2 separate regions of the Rattus norvegicus genome follow, and region 2 is linked to region 1. The links are chromatin contacts, called in public Hi-C maps. All regions are on one chromosome and are shown on one strand. Each heading gives the region's core, a stretch centred on a gene start, on an enhancer-like site or on the middle of the called end of the contact. The rest is flanking DNA. Distances are from core to core; before and after follow the strand shown.

Region 1 (3,166 bases), core at 644-3,143:
TCATGAAATCTTAATATCTATCTTAGTATCTATGGCCATCATAGTAGTCTGGTGGGATGAGTGTAAGAGAGCTGGGGAGATGGCTTATGGAGTGAAGGTCTGATGACCGTTGTTTTAGTTCATTAAGGTGGATTTTTTTTTTCTTTTGCATATGTTGTTTGTGTGGAGCTTTGGTGTCTACCCATTTTTTTTAGGATCTCTCACTGGAGCTTGACAAGTAGACTGGCTGACAGTCTACCTGTGCTGGATCTCCTCAGTGCTGGAGTACAAGTGTACTTCATCCTCATCACCACCACCATCATCATCACCACCATCAATCATCATCATCATCATCACCACCACCACCACCATCATCATCACCATCATCATCCACACACACACACACACACACACACACACACACACACTCATTTTCTCTCATACTCATACATACTTTTGCTTTTTACTTTAGATGGTTGTGAGCCACTTTGTGGGTGTTGGGAATTGAGCTTGAATCCTCTGTAAGAGCAGCCAGCTTCCTTAACTGCTAAGCTATCCCTCGAGCCCCACTTTTTCTTTTTAATGGGAGTTATGGTCAAGTCCTTGGTTTACAAGGCAATCCTATACAGTTACCTTACCAACACTATAGTTGGATCAATACATCCTGACAAATGAGTGTATTGAGACACTGTTGTGTTCTTTGATGTACCCGAGAGAGAGGTATCTTTCATGTCATATCTTACTGCTGTGAAGAGATACCATGACCATGGCAACTCTGTTTTTTGGCTTTTTAGAGACAGGGTTTCTCTGTGTAGCTCTGGCTGTCCTGGATCTCACTCTGTAGACCAGGCTGGCCTCAAACTCAAAAATCAGCCTGCCTCTGCCTCCTGAATGCTGTGATTAGAGGAGTATGCCACTACTGACTGACCCATGTCACATCTTACCTCCTTAGGTGGGTGCAGGTGGCATGTCCACGCCTCTCCATTGACTGGGGCTCAGCCTTTCCCAAGCCACTGCTGACACCCTACGAGGTAACAACCACATTTTGAAAGTTTGCAGGGTAGTGGGCTTTGTACTTCCTGTCGAGGGAGGGTTTTGAGATGACTGGCGGCGTGGCTGAGCAGCATTTAGGGTCGTGGGTTCTGAGATTGGGCCACCATCTTGCTGTGTAGTTTTTGTTTGTATTTAAGACGTGGTCTTCTGTAGAGCCCAGGTCTCTTTCCCAAGTGCTGGGAGCCATGAGCCATCACATTTGACTCGATGTGTATGTAGCTGCGAGTCTCTCCACCTCACACACCCTTCATAGGCCCTGGTCAAATTTGCTAATGCAGGGACAAAAAAAAAAAAAAGTATTAGCATCATTGTCTTTTCTTCCCTAGGCAGCTGTGGCCCTGAAAGAGATTTCTTGGCAGCAACCCTACCCTATGGACTTCTACGCTGGCAGCTCCTTAGGGCCATGGACAGTGAACCATGGTCGGGACCGAGCACCCAGGGGTCTCTGCCAGCCTGCATCCGACAAGGTAGCGCGGGCTTTAAGGAGGGCTCAGAGGCAGCCCACAGGCGCAGCCTTGGGGTGATGTGATCCACGGCCGCCGCCCTGAGGACACCGGGGGAAATGCAAGGGAGCCGGGTGGAGTTCTCAGTGGAGAGACTTGGATTGGTTGGCTACCTCAGGTGCAGCAGGGGTCCAGAGGCCACTCTCCAGTCCCGGCCTGTGAGGGCTGCAGCTGCGCAGACCAGAAAGCTACACCGCCAGCTCCCTGAGAGGTCTGGAGCAGCAGGTATTTGCAGCCACGCCCCACGGTTTTGTTTTCGGAGTGCCCCGCCTTCTCTGAGTCCCGCCTTAGGGGTGTTGCCGGCAACGGGCCAACCCCCTTGCAGGTTCTACTTCCGCTTGGGAAGACATGCTTCCGGTTCTGCAGCATGGCGGCACGGCAGACCCTGAGAGTACTGTGCCTCGCCGGCTTCCGGCAGAGCGAACGGGGCTTCCGTGAGAAGACTGGGGCGCTAAGAAAAGCGCTGCGGGGTCACGCAGAGCTCGTGTGCCTCAGCGGGCCACACCCGGTAACCGAGGCAGCGGCTTCCGAGGGCGCAGGGACAGACTCGGGTGAGATAAGCTAGTCCCCTTAGCACACCCAAACCCCTTAGACTACTTAGTTTAAACAGGGCTCTAGTCTGAGCTCCCAGGCTTCCTCCATTATCTGTGTTCAGTCCATACCAGGTCCCTCCCTCCCCACCCCCAAGGCCTCTGGCTGTGTCTTTCCCAAGCTCTGCCTTCTTCCTCTCACCTTACTCTCTAGCCCTGATTCTGTGCTCTTCTCCCATCTGTTTCTAGGGCCCTGTTCTCCAGAGGAGCAACCTCGAGGCTGGTGGTTTTCTGAAGAGGAAGCAGACGTTTTCTCTGCTCTGGAAGAGCCCACAGTGTGCAGGGGTCTGGAGGCGGCCCTGGAAACGGTGGCACAGGCCCTTGACAAGCTGGGGCCTTTTGATGGACTTCTTGGCTTCAGCCAGGGGGCTGCATTAGCAGCTTTTGTGTGTGCCCTGGGTCAGGCAGGTGATCCTCGCTTCCCCTTGCCAAGATTTATCATACTTGTGTCGGGGTTCTGTCCCCGAGGCCTTGACCATAAGGAACCCATCCTGCAGAGCCCCATATCATTGCCTTCACTTCATGTTTTTGGGGATACTGATCGAGTCATCCCTTCTCAGGAGAGTATGCAATTGGCTAGCCGATTCCTTGGAGCCGTCACTCTCACCCACTCCGGTGGTCATTTCATTCCTGCAGCGGCATCCCATCGTCAGGCCTACCTTAAGTTCTTGGATCAGTTTGCAGAATGAAGGATTGACAAATGTCTCTGCACTGTTCCCACTTCTCTAGCAGCTGGTTGTCTAATGCCCTGCTGGGGCACTCCTCACCATGGCTAGTTAAAAGACAACTGTCAGTTCTCAGGACACACACAAGACCACAGAGCCTGTGAGAAGACAGTGGTGGGCAAGTAGGGGCTGTCACCCTGTGATTGCCAAACAATAAAGGTTTAGATTTTGAATGTCTTTCTCCTGCACAGACCCCAGGGCAACACTGAACTAGCAACTACATGCAGCTGTGAGCCCCCCAGAACACATTTTTTGGTAGAAGTCGTTTTGTATCTGAATTTGGCTTATTGTGGAGGTCAGAGGGTAACTGCAGGGA
Region 2 (3,141 bases), core at 524-3,023, 220 kb before region 1:
GCTATATATTATTTTTCAGTTACAACACAAGACTAAGAGTTGAAGTTCCCACTGGAGTGGAACACAGCACTTCATTACTACTAGACACCACAGGAATGTTCTAGGGACACAGATCCAGCATAGTGAGATGAAAACCCCAGGCTAGCATCAGCTGCCTGCACATGGCGACAACCCTTTAAAGCATCCGCCTCTACAGATGCTGGATTTAGTCTTTTCTGGGAATGGGGCTTCCGTCAGAGGGCAGTTAACTCCTGCAAGCAGCAGCCAGCAACCCAGGTGAGTGTCTCAATCTGTTTGCCAGTGCTCCCTATGCTAGACACTAGGCTAGGGTCAGTTGGGTAGGTCCCGTCCTTTCTGCTGAGAGCTCCAAGCCAACAGAATCTCTAACTCACCATAGAGCTCCTTTCTGGAGGGTGAGAATGCACACTCTACACTAAGGGCCGCACAGGGGTGAAGGACGAGTCCAGTAAGCAGGACCTCATCTCCCGGAGCTCCTGGACCTCATCACTCTCAGGGCCACAGTGCACCAACAGGATCTTTTCTGCCTTCCATATGGCATCCAGAGCTTCAGGCACTGCCAACCTGAAGCAAGAAAGGGAAGCCTGTCAGTTCACTCCCTCAGTCTAAACAAAAGCTGACTCCTTTCTGTACAGAGGTTCACTGCATCCTCCAGGGGCTTATGGAGGGCATGAAGGGTCTGAGTTCCTTGGCCCTCTAGGGTCTCACCATCTGAAAGTAGAGATAAGAAACTTTCACGAACATACTGCAAAGCATACTTGAGAAAACTGTGTATGTGTGTAATAGACTCCAGGATCCTGAGAAAAATGGGCAAATTCAAAACCTTTTTTAAAAGCTTTATATAGAGGTGTTCATTTTGGAGTGCCCGTGTCTAACCTGACTGACTCCCTCTCTCTAACCTTGACCTCGGCTCTCAGGTCCTTCTTTCTCTCTGACCAAACATGCTGTTTCAATGTCTGGGTATCAGGTAATATGCTTCAAACCCTTTCTCTTACCATGAGATTTTATCAAGGTTGGAGGTATGGTAGTCACACAATACTGGATTGGGGATATACTTCACATCGAGTGACCTCCGTGGCACACTGGGTGAGGAACCAGCTCATCGGCACTACTCTTCCTTGTATTCTACTTTTTGTGCAGAGCTAGGGACAGAACTAGGGCCTTATGCATGCCACCAACTGAGTAGTTCCCTCAGCTTCTTATTTCAGTCTCTGGCAGGGATTTTCAGCCTTCACATAACTAACTAGGACCTCTCCACTGTGAGGCTGTCCTGTGCACTGTAGGTCTAGCCTTTACCCACTAGATGCTGGCAGTACCCTCCCCTCGAGCCATCACAGTCAAAGCCGTCTCCAGACATTGCCAAATGCCATTTGAAAGCAAAACCCTTCTGGTTGAAAACAACTGCTTTAAAAGGAATAGGAGGCAAACCAGGGGAAAGGCAGAGCCCTGGAGTTAAGAGAGCTGGGGCTGAGCCAACCAAGCTCCCTTGTGATTAAGCAGGGAGGAATGCTAGAGTCGGGAGAGGTTGCCTGGAAGTCCTCCCTGGGAGGCTCAACGCAGACCTAACGGCTTTCTCCACATCTCTCAGGAGGAAATTCAAAGCTTAAAGTCCATCAGTGAAACAGAGGGCAAAGATCTGTCCTAAGAAGGAAATAGAAGTTTCAAAGTGCTTTAAAGCACTGTAGCAAAAAGCCACACACAGAAGCGCCTAGTAAAACACAAAGCACTGTGTACCCTGGCCAGACACGAAGAGAAGGAAAGACCTACCCATTGAACAAGACTTGGGCCAGTTTGAAGAGCTCATGGCCAATTTCAACACTGGATGGCCCATGGCGAGCCTCAACCACCTGGAGACTCTTCTGTACATGGGCAGCAGACTGTCGCCAGTCGCCTGTGAGAAGAAAAATGTCTCATTTCAGAAAAGAAACACCATTAGTCCAAGGCTCTGAGGGTGAGGAAAACAGAATGGGAGGAGAAGAGTGCAGATTTAGACGGCAAGAGAGAAACAAACAGATGAGGCAAGGGTCGTACTGAGCACACGGCACGGAGGGAGAACTGTGGCCATACCTAAGGTAGCATAGGCCTGGGCCAGGCCGTCTTCAATTTCTCCCAGCACGGTGTGCTCTGCTGACAAGAAGTTCTCAGCAGCCCTCTGGCACTCCAACAACTGCTGAATGGCTTGCTCTATGTATTCAAAGGAAAATGTCTCACAACAGATATAGACCTAGTCCTGGACATGAGAGAACAGGCCGCAAGGTCTTTATAGGCTGGTCAAAGTGGAAATGCCCCTTTATCTCACTGAGTCAATAACCCACATTTCAGGGAAGCTGTTGGTTGCTTATGTTTTCTGTTTCAGTAGAAAAAGGTATTAGATGAGGCCTCCCCAAATTTACCCTGGGCTCCTAATATCCATTTTCCAGTACAAACACCTGTACATTTCTCCTGTAATCATTGGTTTTCTTGACTTTAGGCTAAAGGTCTACTTAAGAATCAAGGCTAAAATAGTCAAAATAGATTCCTACCATGTCAGGCTCTAAAATCAAGTTCTGCAAATCCCTTTCTGAAAAGAGAGGAGTCCTTCCCTCCCTCTCTCAGATCAGGCTAGCTACCAAGCTCTACTCCTGAGCCACACCACCAGCTGCGAGCAGGACTCAGGACTCACTGCTGCTGAGGGCAGAGCAACTTTCAGGAGCTTAGGTTGTTAAGCTGGGGTTACGATGATGACATAGGACAAAGCCCATGGAGATCAGACAGCCTTTCTGGTGCTTAAGCTGCCAGAACTATCTGGAGCACCAGAGTAACTGCTGGTCAAAGTCTGTTCTCACTGGCCTACACAGCCATCTTGTGGCAGGTGCTGGGATAATTAAATTCAAGTCCTCAATCATTTATTGAGGACTGCTCAGTAAGGCAAGGTGATACCAGAATAAACAAGGGAAGGGCTGAGGCTTAGGGCGAGGGAGCCAGTCTCACCTGGTCTATCACTCCTGAGAAGCTTCTGGGCTGTGTGAACCTGTTGCTGAAGGTCCTGCAGGCGGGAGACCAGTCGGTCCCTGCTGACAGAGTTTGTGCAAGATTCGTTGCTACAGCTCAGCACATCATTTCCCTGTGGAAGTCAGTTCCATT

What was found. Hi-C and Micro-C count contacts between places; a contact is called where the count stands out from the background.
Region 2: a Hi-C map of liver shows a contact between it and region 1, with 4 times the contacts expected there. The contact joins the enhancer-like site here to the promoter of Ovca2 in region 1. A contact is called at or near these places in 6 of 12 Hi-C or Micro-C datasets (Schwann cells, frontal cortex, kidney and 2 more).

The regions. Positions count from the first base shown.
Region 1 is chr10:60,526,274-60,529,439 of GRCr8, reverse strand. It overlaps Ovca2 (OVCA2 serine hydrolase domain containing), which reads left to right and starts at 1,893. Exons shown (of 2, transcript NM_001109036.1): 1 at 1,893-2,086; 2 at 2,315-3,166. The coding sequence starts at 1,903. The coding sequence ends at 2,814. It overlaps Dph1 (diphthamide biosynthesis 1), which reads left to right. Exons shown (of 13, transcript NM_001105809.2): 10 at 932-1,010; 11 at 1,359-1,499; 12 at 1,654-1,760; 13 at 2,315-3,023. The coding sequence ends at 1,743.
Region 2 is chr10:60,741,408-60,744,548 of GRCr8, reverse strand. Smyd4 (SET and MYND domain containing 4) reads right to left here. Exons shown (of 11, transcript NM_001105810.1): 8 at 2,989-3,121; 9 at 2,086-2,202; 10 at 1,786-1,909; 11 at 1-582. The coding sequence ends at 429. Among named protein-coding and RNA genes, the nearest start is that of Serpinf1, 18 kb to the left of the region's middle. Within about 2 kb of position 1,773, at least 19 of the 93 cell types and tissues checked have an H3K27ac peak or open chromatin away from gene starts, as enhancers often do. A contact at or near this core is called in kidney and liver, where this site is marked.